Linked DNA regions of Sus scrofa: region 2 is linked to region 1. A link is a contact called in public HiChIP or PLAC-seq data. All regions are on one chromosome and are shown on one strand. Each heading gives the region's core, a stretch centred on a gene start, on an enhancer-like site or on the middle of the called end of the contact. The rest is flanking DNA. Distances are from core to core; before and after follow the strand shown.

Region 1 (6,799 bases), core at 1,984-4,483:
ATCCCCTGGATGGTGACTGCAGGCTCTAGGAGTGTCCAGTTCATTCTTTTGAGCGTGAGGGAGGAGGAGAGCAAGTCAGAGAGAAAAAAGAACTGTGTCATGGACTTTTCAGGAACCGCAGTCAGAGTTCCCCCGTCGCAGGACCCCAGGCTGCTGCTAGCTTCCTCCCCAAGGGACAGGGGCAGAGAGAGCCACAGCCGGTGACTTGCCTGTGTTCCCTGGGACCTCCCAGCAGCCTAGGATTCTCGGTGGGGGTGGTCACTGCCCTCGTGGAAATCCCCAGGATTCTGGAGGCAGGTCCAAAAAGGCAAGTTCCGGGCGCATTAGCTCTGTCCTGTCCAGAATGTCTCAGGTAAAAGGCACTTCCTCACAGCAGGTCTCAGTGACCCCATCTGCAAAAACAGGAATTGCAACAGGGTGTCTCCAAGTCTTCTCTGGGCCCAAGTCTCATGGCCAAGGCAACCAGAGGCGGCAGCAGGCCTCTGATGACCCAGCCCTGCTGGTGGCAGTCAACAACAGCATGAGGACTACACCCGGCCCTTTCCTCCTTTGAAGTCCAAGACCTCAGGAACAGGGACTGCTCACAGCCCTCCCCCTAGGCCCCACTCAGGAAGTCATAGGTGGCCACAGACTCGGGTCAGGCGCCACCACTTCCCGGCCCTGAAGAGAACAAAGATCTAAGCAAATACAAGGTCACGGGGAGTTGGTCTCAGCAGCCAAGAGGGATGCAGATCCAGAGCTGTATGGCAGAACCAAGGCTCCTGGCACACCCACTGTGCGCTTGGCAACTTTTCCCTTCTAATTTCTTAGAGCACCCTGCTGGGAATTCCACAGGCACATACAGGCACAGAGAAGCAAGATGCCTGGTCCAGAGCCCCTCAACTCCTAGTTGTACAGCACAATTAGCACCAGGTCCTTTGGATTCCAAGCCCTGTGCCCTTCCTCCTCATCAAGACATGTGAAAGCAAGGTGGTTGGGTGGAGCCTACACGGCCAAGGATGGAAAAGATGTTCTTTCCACATCGATCCTGCTAGGCTGCTCCTAGAGGTTTTGCAAACCTTTACAGCAGCTTCAAATCACAGGCTCTGAGGTCTGACAGATCTGAGTTGGGATCCTGAGTCCATCACTTACTAGCCGTGGGTCCTGGGACAAGGTCAGTGGCTTCTCTGAACCTCAGTTTCTGCATCTGTAAAATGGGGATAATGTCAGTTCTTACTTCACCCGACTCTTGGGATGACTAAATGAGATCATGGGTGAAAGCGTGGCATGGTGCATGGCCCAAGGGAAATATTCAAAAAGCTTTGCTGTTGATGATGGCCAGAGCCCTCCCAGCTCCTCAAGATCAGGAAAAAAAAGATTAAAATGGTAAATTATTTTTTATTTTTATTTATTTTTTGTCTCTTTGCCATTTCTTGGGCCGCTCCTGCGGCACATGGAGGTTCCCAGGCTAGGGGTCTAATCGGAGCTGCAGCTGCCAGCCTACGCCAGAGCCAGAGAAACACAGGATCCGAGCTGTGTCTGCAACCTACACCACAGCTCACGGCAACGCCGGATCGTTAACCCACTGAGCAAGGGCAGGGACCGAACCCGCAACCTCATGGTTCCTAGTCGGATTCGTTAACCACTGCGCCACGACAGGAACTCCAAAATGGTAACTTATGCTTATACAGTGTTTTCACATTCATCAACTTTAGTTGAGCCTCGCAAGTGGGCAAGGCAGGTCAGACCCCCATAAACTCAACTGCTCACCTTCCCTGGAGAAGGCAGGGGATGCTGGCAAAGACGGCACAGCACCTACCCTACCACTGCAGTGGAAATCTGGACCTCCGCCCTCTCCTGGGCCAGCCCTGGTCTGGCTCTGTCTCAGGAGATGACTTTGAGGCTTACTTCAGAGAAAAGAAGAGCAGAAAGCCACTCCCTTAACTGCATCCCCCAAATCTGCAAACTTCCCTGCATCCCCACCTGTTCCCTCTTTTCCTTGGTTTGGCACTGAAAGGCACTTATCTCTCCATCCAAGTTCTGGGTCCCTTCCTTTCTGCTCCCTTTTCTCTGCTCTCTGTCTTCAATGCCTCCCAGCTCCTTCCTATCAGCATCAGAATATGCCTAAGCTGCTCTAATAATTAAAAGTGAAAAGTAATAGGTACTTCTCAGCACTGTGTTAAGTGCTATTACAGACACCATCTCATCTAGTCTTCACCTGAACCCTGTGAGGCAGGCATTGTCATCTTCACCCCCAATTTACAGACAAGGGAACTGAGGCGCAAAGAGGGTCAGTGGCTTGCCCAAGGGCTCAAAGATAGGACTCTGGAATCCTGAGCCTACGTTCTAACCACATATCAGCTTTAAAACCCTCTTCACTCTCACTCCACATTCCTCTCCAGCATCCTCACACTCTCCTCCCTTTAACAAAACTTCTAGAAAATACTGTCTAAAAGGCGCTCTGCGTCCTCACTCCAATCTCCACAGAATCATCTCCCCAAGTTTCTCAATGTGAAGGCTGCCAAATGCCCAGGGTTTGTCCCAGGTTCTAGTCAACCAGCCCTGTGGCCTGCACCTGATGCGCCACCTGGCACCTTTCCATTTCTCTACTTTTCTGTGGCTTTCTGCACCCTTCCGTGCTCCCTGCCCCTATTTCTCCCGCTGCTCCTCCTAGTCGCCTTGACCCTTTACTACTCTGAACTCCATCCACCCCATCTTCCCGAGAGTCCCCTTGGGCCGTCCCAGGTAGGGTTGGTCTCCCGGCTTTTTGATCCCACTGCGTCCGAAGGCAGCTGGAGCACATTCCCCCGCCGCCCGGCGTGGTAATGCCGGGCGGCCTGTCCGTGTTGCCCAGCCCCGTTTGTGCGCTCTCCGGAGGGCAGGTGACAGTCGTCTCGCCACATCTCAAGAAGCGTGCCGAGCGCGGGGAGCAGAGCAGCCCGTGTCTATTCAAGGATGAGAGACTCCAGCGCTGCCCCAGGAACCTGCAAGAAGGGCGGGGGCAGCGAGTCGGTGTCCCGGCGTCGCGCGGGGAGGTCTGCATTTGGGGAGCCCCCGCCCCAGCGACCTGGAACCCGGCTGCCGGCGGCGGGGAGCGCGGGGGCGGGGGGCGGAGCCCTCCGCAGTCCGCGGGCGGGTGAGGGCGGGTGAGGGGCGGGGTGCAGTGCAACCAACCTCTGCGCTGCCGCCGCCGCCGCCGCCGCCGCCGCCGCCACCAGCTCCCCGCGGCCGGCGGGAGCTTCCGGTGGAGAGGGTACTTGGCCCGGCGGCGGAAGCAGGGGAGGGCAGGCCCCGGGCGGGTTCCTATAGCCTGAGCCGCCTCCCGAGGCCGCCCTGGGGGCGGGGCGAGCGCACCCAGATCGGGAAACTGAGGCCCGGCTCCGCGGCGTCGCAGGCTTTGGTTTTCCACTGAAAAGGCATTTTTCCGTTCCCCTCCTCCCCGCGCGTGTTTCTAGCACATGTGTGGGATTCGGTAAAGTGTTCGCAGAATAAACGAATTCAGACCTGGGACTTGAGCCCCCACCCCTGACCTCTGCCTGCCTGCAATCCCGCGTATGGTGGGCGGAGCAGTAGCAAAACCCGAGTCTCAGCCCTCTTGGATTCGGGCAAAGATCCTACACGGGCTCGTTCAAGCTCTTTGGAGCAATCAGCAAGGAGATGTGCAAGGCAATTCCGAAGGCACAGAGCTTATGCAAAACTGGATGTTTTCAGGAGCCATTTCTGGTTTTTGTTTAAACACACACAGAGCCGCTTATTCCCTATGAATTTTGTGTATATCAACCAAAATAGTTACAGAACTTAGTGTTGGGGTAGCATTTTTGTTTAAAAGATACAAACAACCTTTATTTTTGCGAATCTGACAAAGGCCTTTTCTCCATCAAAGCCTAATATCTGCAGGAGTGTTGGGTGAGGAAGGAATGATTTTGTTTTGTTTTAGTTATTAGAGGCACCCATTACATTCTTTATGTATGAGGGGTTTTATTTTGTTTTGTTTTGTTTTAGTCTTGACATCCAACTTGAGTTGGAAAAAGTGTTTTTTTCTCCTTTGGTTTTGTTTGTTTTTAACCTGGGATGTATTTAAGTCTTACACCTACCCAGGGCAGAACGCCCAGCTTCTGAATGAGAAGGTGATGCTACAGGACGGAGTTCTGCTGGAGAAAGGAGGGCCTCTGGTGGTACCTGGAGCCACCTGCCTGCAGTCAAGCAGTGGGTCCCAGGGGCCTCCAAGAGAAGCAGTCACGTGAGACATTGACCAGAGGTGGCCTCTGTGGTCACCTTCAATTCTAAGAGGAAAGAATTTAGAGCTTCGAGTCTCTGATTAAAAAGTCATTGATTCTCAGTCCAATCCTTGAAGGATTTGGGACCTCTAAAAGCCATTCTCTGGTCCCACCTCTCTCCCACACACCCCTTCCTCTCCTCTCCAAGCCAGTGTTAAGTGAACAGGCAACCTGACCTTAACTCTCTTCATGTGCCACATCCTGTTTTCAGATTAATGAGCTCACTTGGTGGAAATTTACCAAAGGAAATAGTTTAATTTTGGAAAGTACCAAAAACTTATCTGTAGTCACTGGGCTTATTTTGGGGGGCTCTTGAAATAGAGGGGGCATCACCAGGGGACCTCTGAGCACTCAGGGAGTGACAAGGCTGCAGAAAATGAAAGCTGAGCCCAATGAGTCTGAACCTGACTCAGAAAGGAATCGAAACTCTTTGGGGACACTCATCTCTACCCAGTAGAAAAAAATTTTTTTTTCCAAAAATAAGTTTAAGAAGAAAATTAGTCCATTTGGCTGAGGCCTAAGATCTTGTGGTATGAACCTGAAGAACCATGATTGAGGAACAAGAAAGCACACACAGGGAAGTAGGGGATGTTTGAGCCTGAGCCGTCCCTCTCAGATCCGTATCTGCTCTGGGGAACTAGCTGTTCTAAGAGGCACCAAAAGGGTTTCATTCTCTACTTTTGCCCCAGTCCTTCAGCTGTCAGGCTCTTGACATTGATGTTGCCTGTTAGCCTTATGCCTCTTGAGTTTGTGGTTCCTGGAAGGAGCTAAGGACTGAATGGCTATGAAGACTCTAGAGAATTAAAGTTTTATAAGCTGTTCTGCTCTGAAGATGGTAGAGCACATGTGACAAGCCCCTTAAGTGTCTGACCACCTCCTGGCCTGCCCTGCTTCCTAAAGGAGAGATTTTTTTTTTTTTAAATGGCTGCACTGGTGGCAAGTGGAAGTTCCTGGGGCTAGGGATAGAATCGGAGCCGCAGCTGTGGTAACACTGGCTCCTTTAACCCACTATGCTGGGCTGGGCTGGGCTGGGCACCTCTGCAGTGACCTGAGCCACTGAAGTCAGATTCCTAACCCACTGGGCCACAGCGGGAAGTCCAAGGAGAGATTTTTTTTTTTAATCCCTTCTAAGATACAGAATCAAAAAATGGAGAAAACTAACAAGGCCCTGACTTGGGATTTAGTACTGGGATGAAAGAAATTATGTCCTCCTTCCTTCTGCTCCCATCTGAAATCTGTAGTGGTATTTTGGAGGATATATTTATATTTTGGAAGGAGCACTGGACTAGGAATCATGAGATTGTGTTCTTTTTTCTTCTCTCTGCTGTTAAAGCAGTTTTGGGGGCAGATAAATAAATGAACGCTTAAGTGATAATTCAAGAAATAATAGTTCATAGTTTTGTAGGGGATTTTTGTGTGCGTCTGTGTGTGGCCTTAAAAAATCAATAGACGCATTGGGTTTTTCAAAATTTGTATTAGCCTGTGTGCTGACCTCTCTCCTACCTCTATCTTGACCTCTAGGCTCTAGGGACACGGTTTAAAAATCATGGATCTAATGAGATGCTCCCAGGTCCTGGAGGTGGAAAATGGGATTCTTTCTTGGGATGGCTTGGCTCTGTTGCCCCAGCTGTTCAGCCTTCTCCCCAACGACTGTGCCTTTTCATGTGTTACAGTCCAGATGGGCACTGGGGGAGGGAGTGCTTACATTGGCCTGGATCCTTAGCCTTCCAGCAGCTGTGGGGGCAGGACCAGATTGGCACCTAAGCGTCTAGAAGGTTGGGGTTGCTGGTTGTGGTAAAAATAATAGTGACAATAATAGTGGATTACACTTTCATATCAGACACTGTGACGTGTCCCATGCCTCGCTCCATTTTCTCAGATCCCCAAGAAGGAGCGAGAAAACTATTTTCTCCTTTCCGGGTGAGAAAATGAAGGCTCAAAGAGTTAACTCTGTAATGTGGTCATGGTCAAGCAGTGTTTGGCAGCAAGTGGAGGGGGAAGAACATTTAGTCCAGGCTTTGCGTGTTTTTTCTGCTTCTTCAGACCAAGCTGTGGTCTTACCTGGTTCCTCACTGGCAAACTGAGAGTTGTTTTCCGGCTCTGGGCCTCGGTTTCCTAGTTTGTCAGGTGACAAGAGTGGAACAGAGACTCCCTGGGATCCTTTGCACACTGTCAGTTTCAGTTTACAAAATCCGGGCCTGGGGTACAAGAGGGTGTAATGGGGCCACCTGACTCCATATCATGGTCCAATATGCTGGCCCACCTCTTAATTCTGGACATTTCTTTAACCAGAGACAGATGGATGTTGTCTTTAATAAGAGGAACTGGGTCATCGTGACCCCCGATTCCATTTAAAGGTCAGGAGGAGGCCTTCCTGAGGGCCAGCTGGGAGAGGAGAAGGAAACTGAGAGTCCAGCCTTGAAGGAGCAGGGAGGAGACTCCATGGAGGGATGAGGGGACAGAGCGGGGGGTCACGGTTGCTGCAGATGTTTTCATCAACTTCATCCCAGACATATTCACGGAAATATTTATAATGTATTTGG
Region 2 (6,799 bases), core at 2,673-5,172, 430 kb after region 1:
ATGCTGCTGGGGTCTCAATTCAGGTCTCCAAGTTCTAAATTCCAGTCTCATTTTGCTATCCTCTACCATCTTACCATCAGTGCACATCCACAACTAGGCAAGGTTGGTATGTAACTTTCATTGTCTTATATTTTAGGACAGACACGTTAGGTTATTGCTCCCATCCCCAAGGCGAATCTGCTGAAATATCAGGCTAAATGCTTGGGGTACAGGTGTCTTTACTAGTCTTACAATATAGGCGAAGGTTCAAAAAGAATGGAGAAACAATGTGTGTGTCAACAGGGAACTGACACACACTTCCTTCTTTCTATTGACGGTGACCTCTCTTTCCACCCTTTAATAAAAAGAAGGAGATTCCTTATTAAGTACAATATATTATCATGACAATTATAACCCCTTTATTGATAATATAAGCCCAAACAGGCTATCTGTAATGAGGAAATGATGTTCACACCCTAAAATCAATAGTGTGGATAATAACAAACTGAATAAAATAAATTATAAACAGCAAAAATGTCTTCACCAACGCTGTAACAATGTAATAATGTAAATAGCTTGAGTCACTCCTTTTTATTTCAACAAACATTTTTGCAAACCTACTATGCACTTGACCTTGAGCTTATTACATGAGGAAGGATACATTCTCTGCTTTCCAAAGCTCTCCTGGTCTAACAAAGGTGATTATAATTGACAATATTGTGTCATAAACATTATGATAGAGGTAGACATAGGATGCCAGGTAGACAAGGGGGAAGTGATCCCTTTTTCCAGTTACAACAGTTTTCAGGAAAACATTTTTCCACGCCTTCTTAAAAAACAGACTTTGAATCCAATCTTTATCACATTAACAACATCTAAAGTTTTTTTCTTCAGAGCTGACCAGGTGATCAGCGACTCTGTCTTTTTAGCCTATTTAATTATAAAAAACATATAAATGCCAACTTTTGTAGACTTAGTTTTCTGTCATTTGAGTTAATTTATGACCTTGACGGTTCAACTCAGATTAATTATTAAATAAGTTACAAAATTCTCCCCAATCGGATCATGTGTAACAACTGAAATAAACAAATCAGTCCCTTGATTCTGCTTACTTTCAGGCATTCTCCCAAAGAGATTTATTCTGTTGACATGGCTCTTAATTATAATCGTACATTTCTTTGCAATCCACCTGCATTATTTCATTACAAATCGAATGCATTGGCTTTAAGAAAAACTAGTCCTTAAAAAAGACAAAAAGACAAAAAAAAAAAAAGAAAAAGAAAAACTAGTCCTGCCCTTGCTTTGGTCCTATTACACTATTACATTCCTAAGACTAACTGTCAGGAAAATCATAAAGGGACAGTTTGGGCATTTTTTTTTTTTTTAGATTCCATTGCTTCTCTCAGAAGCAGCCCCCTGGAGCTGTCATATCCAAGAGATCTCAATGAAAGCGAAGTTCCTTTGGGCTTTGCTGTCTCTCATTTTCAGTGAAGTACTGATGTCTGACAAGTTCCTCCTTTTGGGTATGCACTTTGGAGGTAGCTCTAGGATAGGGAAAATGATTTGGAATATCAGCCCAAGGTTGAACCTAGTTCACAGGTGTGGGTGATTTTTCCACTCTGAACCTCAGTTTCCTCGCTGTAAAATGTCAGCTAATGACATCCTCCTTGTGGAACTGTTAGAGGATTGCATTAGATAACGCTTATAAAGCTTTCAGGCATTTGACAAGCACTTGATAAATTCTATTTAATAAATTCTAGTAATGGATTTCCTACCAGATCTTTAAGGCTTACGTTTTGAAAAAGGGTGACAGGGAGGTCCCCTTGTGGCTCAGCAGTAACGAACCCGATTAGTGTCCACGAGGATGCGGGTTCAATCCCTGGCCCTGCTCAATGTGTTAAAGGATCTGGCAGTGCTGAGAGCTGTAGTGTAGGTCACAGATGCAGCTTGGATCCTGCACTGCTGTGGCTGTGGCATAGACCAGAGCTGCAGCTCTGATTAACTTCCACATACCACAGGTGCAGCCATAAAAAGCAAAATAAAGAAATAATTAAAGAAAAATGAAAAAAGGTGACATAGACCAAGCAAAATTGTGTTTGTATGTATGATTTTCAGAGGAGAGGGTGCATAGCTTTCATCAGATTCTTAAAAGATTTCTGTCTAAAAATTAGTGAAGTGTAGAACCAAGAAAAAGAACTTGGGAGTGAAAGTTGGTCTGTAACCATGAAAAACAACTAACATTAAGTACAAAGATCATGCTTATTCCAAAAGAACTACAGGTTGCAGATTTCCCACTGCAGTTTCACCAAACTTCTAACCTTGTTCCCATAGCCCTTTAGTCTCCCTCCAGGTCAGGGCACAGAGGAAAGGATCCTGCCACCTCCCTTTCTAGGAAATGACAACTATCAAAGAGGCAGACTGCACAATTTTTATATGGGCAAACTCAGACTTAAAGTAGGGCTCCATTCCTTAGAAATTTGTGACTTCAAAACATCCTCCCTGTTACATTCCCCTGCTTTGGGAAGATAACTCTCCAATGTACTTAGCAGAGACAAGTGAGGGATTAAGATTTTTTATAATTCCTTTGATGTTCCTGAAGGAACTAAAGACAAAGATTGCTGGTGAAGGGAAACTGGGAAAGACAGGATCAGTGGACAAGGCTGGAATTACAAAATAATCAGAATAGATGCGGCCAGCACAGTGTTCTTTGTGCGGTGCTGTAAAAGCCCACCCAGTCCTTTAAATTTCTTTCACTATATCATTCCATCTGAAATTCCATCCTTAGAAATAATTCCTTTGGACCTCTAAGCGCCTCTGGGAGGAACCGGTACCCAGAGGGGTTTACTGCCTCTCTTTATGAAACCCTCCCTCCTCCCCAAGGAGTTAGCCATAAAGGTTCAAGGTGATACCCCTCTCAAGGGTACTAGTTCCTTCACATGGGAACACACTGAGCCACTCACACGATTTCTGCCTTCAAGATCGGGAAGGCCCTGATAGGGTAGGGAACTTGTGCTTTGTGAGGAACAAAAGCCCTGAAGGCGAGGTTCCTAGGACAAAGGAAGTAAAGGGGGCAGAAAGTGAAGCTGCTAAGAGATATGGGAAGAATGCCAAACAGAGACTTTCTTCTTTTTTCTGCAAATATGTCAGGCACTTGTGGAGAAACCATACAGGTCTGTCTTGCGGCTAATAGGAAATTGGCCAGGGTGGGGAGCAGGAATTCTTTCCAGTTCAGGCGGAGGGAGGCTCACTCGGGGTGGGCGAAGGCGGGGTGGTGGAGCTGGCCTCCGAGGAAGAGGGAAGGGAAAAGCAGGCCCTGGGTGTGGCGTGCGCCTTTGGATCGCGGCTGCATCACTCGCTGGCCTCCAGTCTCTCTTGCATTTCCACATCCGCGTGCGTGCCACGAGATAATGAGCAGAAAGCGCTGGCACAGGGCCTGGCATCTGGCAGCCGCTGGATAACGCAAGCCCCTGCTCTGGCTATGAACATCGGAGACGCGCCCTCTGTTGGCGCTTCCACTCAGTGCCGAGCACCGGGTGTGCACTCTGCACCTTAACATTCCTAAACCTAACTCCCAGCCCGAGAAGCAGGGCTCGTCATCCTCAGCGCACAAGTGGGGAAACCGCGGCTTTGGGCAGCGGTCGCTTGTCTAAGAAACATTGGACACAGTCCTGGAACCTCTGGGCTGGGGCTAGTTTCCGAGGGGAGGGTTAAGGGGTGGGCGGGAGACCCCAAGGGCCTCGTCAGGGGCACGGGGCTCACCCTTGAAGGAGTCGGGGAGCCGCCGAGCTTGGGCGTCCGCTGCTGGCCGCTTGTCAGACATGCTGCCCGAACCAGAGTAGCTACTCTTGCGTCGCAGTCACCAGGTCCGGGGCTGGAGAAGGAGCTGAGAGGAATGCCCCGCGAAGACTCAGGATCTCGAGACCCAGGCAGCGGTCCCGCCCCCTCCCTGAGGCCGGGCCAATCGACGCCCAGGACCAAGGAGGACACGCCCCCACCCTCCACCGCCCTCCCCTCCGGTGCAGCCGCTTCTGGGGCGCTTCCCTCAAGTCCCCGGGCTGGGGGGCGTGGCCTGAGGGGCGAGGCGCCCCGAAAGAGGGGATCCGGACTCTGGCAGCACCGGAAGGGAGAGAAGGCACCGGAAGGGAGAGGCAGAAGCCGTGGAGCCGGGGGGGCGGCTGCTGAAGAGAGAGGGGAGGGGAAGTTGAGTGATGGCCTGAGAAAAGGCTACGAAAAAGAAAAAGGCGCCCTTCTGGGCAGAAGACTTAGAGGAAAATGGTGCCCTCATTGGGCGAGGTGGGGTCCGAATGAGGGGAGGAGGCCGAGGGGCACCCGTGTGCCAAAGTGAGGGGGACGAGGCCCGCCCTGACCTGAGAGGACCGATGGTGTGAGGGGAAGAAACCGTGCCACCACCCTCGAGCCTAAGGGAATGAATTCGAGTGAGGTGCGTTTATTCAAATACAATCCTTTCTGAGCTCCTGCCATCACCGAGCAGCGTGCTCATTGCTGGGTGTAGAGCGGGCCCGCCCCCGTGGCATTGACACAGGTAACCAGCAAGCAAACAAGCCAAATCGTCACGTGGGGAAGATCTCGAGGAAGGGCGCAGGGGACTCAGGATAGCCGAAGGCAGCTGCATTAGTTACGGGGACAAGGAAAGACCTCTGTAAGGCGGTGGCATTGACCTGTGACCTCAACGATGAAAAGGAGCCGGCCTTGGGAAGGGGGACAGGCGGGACACGGGAGGTCAGAAAGGGAATTCCAGGAGGAGGGAAAAGCACAGGCAAGGGTATCCCCGACCTCAAGCTTTGCGTTAGGTGGTGACTGAAACTTCACATTTGAAAACCAGGCTCTGTTGTATTCTCCATGACTTGTCCTAATGCAAACCGTCCAAAGCAGGGTGATGTGCACCAGCAGGTGCACTTGTAAAACCATTTTATTTTGAAATAAATACAGATTCACAGGAAGTTGCAAAGACAGTACGGAGAGGTTATGTGTACCCGCTACCCAGTTTCCCCCAATGGTTATGTCTTACTTAACTGTAATATCAAAGCCAGGAAGTTGAGAGTGGCACAAGTGTACACATAGTTCTATGCCATATTGTCTCATGCATAGATTCGTATAACCACCACTGCAGTCAAGATAACAGCACTGTTCCATCACCACCAAGATCTCCCTTTGGCTGTGTAATACCCAACCCTGTGGTGTTTACATAATTGAAATGGTAGGGTTTCTCTGTAGTTGTAGCTCTGCCTTGTGGTTGTCAGGGTAGAAAGTGGAGCACCCACAATTGTAACAGGTGTTAGGGAGTGGCTGATCGCCTTTGCTTTGGGGTGTAGACTCTAGCATGTGATACTAGCCTGGTGCAGAGCTCTCAAGTTTATTTCCAGCCACATGTGGGAAAAGAGCTGTTTATATTCCTGGAGGTGGAATACAGCTTGTGCAGTCACTTGGTTTATAAGCCTTCTGGAGAAGATAAGGAGGGGAGTACAGTAATTTAATGATCCTTTCTAAATCATCCTTGAGAAAGTCCATGGCTTCATTTTTTCCATTCTGCAGTGAATAAGCCCCAGAGGCCTGGATTTCCTGTTTATGCTGCGGTTTCCAGGAAAGAGGAGCAAATGCACAAGCAGCTAATTAAAACCTCTAGTAAAGGAGGGCTTGGAGTTCCCATTGTGGTGCAGTGGTTTATGGATCTGGTGTCACTGAAGCGGCTTGGGTGGCTGTGGCGGCATGGGTTCCAGGTTGATCCCTGGCCTAAGAACTTCCATAAGCCACGGGTCCAGAAAAAAAAAGGGCTTGATTAAAAATTGCATATTGTGGAAAAGTATTTAGCTTTCGATTTTGCTGGAAAGGAAAATATTTCAGAATGAATTTATTTTTTGTACTCCTACCTGCTACCTTTGTTCAATTCTCAAGGCAATCCCAACAGCATCACTTCTAGAGAATTAGAAAAGAGACTTTTCCCTTTGGGAAAAAGACTTTGGTAAACACTTGCTGGCTCTGGTTTCAGATTGCATCAGTTCAGGAGCTAATTTCAGGCCCCAAACTAAGAACAAGTTTTGACTCGATTTTTAAATGACTTTCAGGATAGATGGGAGTTTACAGATTTTGATTTTATAATGCTGAATTTCACTTACCATGCACTGGTGTATTCTGCCTCTCATGCATATTCTTTATAAGTGTATTGATTAAACATACTTTAAACATAAGTATTAGTGTATCATCCTCTCCCTTTGTGGAGGATTTTTAGTCCTAAATTTTCTTCCAGTAACGGTTAGAAGTTAGAATGTTTTTTGAGGGAGTTCCCAATGTGGCGCAGTGGAAACGAATCTGACTAGTATCCGTGAGGATGTGGGTTTAATTTCCTGGCCTAACTAAGTGAGTTAAGGATCTGGCATTGCCGTGAGCTGTGGCATAGGTCACAGATGCAGCATGGATCCTGCGTTGCTGTCTGTGGCTGTAGCTGTGGTGTAGCTCTGATTTGGCCCCTGGCCTGGGACTTCCATATGCTACAGGTGCAGCCCTAAAAAAAAAAGAATAATTTTTGAGGACTTAAAATTGAGACTTGTATAAAATTACAAATAATTTGAAGAGAGAAAGAATCACTTACAGTATTATTGCCTCTAACAGAATTGTTATCATTTTGGTGAATTTCTCCTCTAGCTATTAGTTACAGGATATTTGCATATAAGTAAAAATCCAAGTATGTATTTCATATTTTCCTTCTTGCTTTATTTTGCTGTTATTTACCTAGCATATTCAGTACTGATTGATGGTGATAGTGATGACATTAAGACATGGAGATGGGTTTGAAGACAGACAT

The links. HiChIP or PLAC-seq counts read pairs in DNA pulled down with a chosen protein or histone mark.
Region 2: an H3K27ac HiChIP or PLAC-seq map of alveolar macrophages shows a contact between it and region 1. The contact joins the promoter of STOM here to the promoter of TRAF1 in region 1. A contact is called at or near these places in 1 of 47 Hi-C or Micro-C datasets (heart right ventricle) and 1 of 2 datasets of contacts at active chromatin or transcription factors (alveolar macrophages).

The regions. Positions count from the first base shown.
Region 1 is chr1:260,970,745-260,977,543 of Sscrofa11.1, forward strand. TRAF1 (TNF receptor-associated factor 1) reads right to left here and starts at 3,234. Exons shown (of 9, transcript XM_021068189.1): 1 at 3,154-3,234; 2 at 210-392; 3 at 1-45.
Region 2 is chr1:261,403,791-261,410,589 of Sscrofa11.1, forward strand. STOM (erythrocyte band 7 integral membrane protein) reads right to left here and starts at 3,923. Exons shown (of 7, transcript XM_021068281.1): 1 at 3,739-3,923. The coding sequence starts at 3,799. It also overlaps the pseudogene LOC110259667.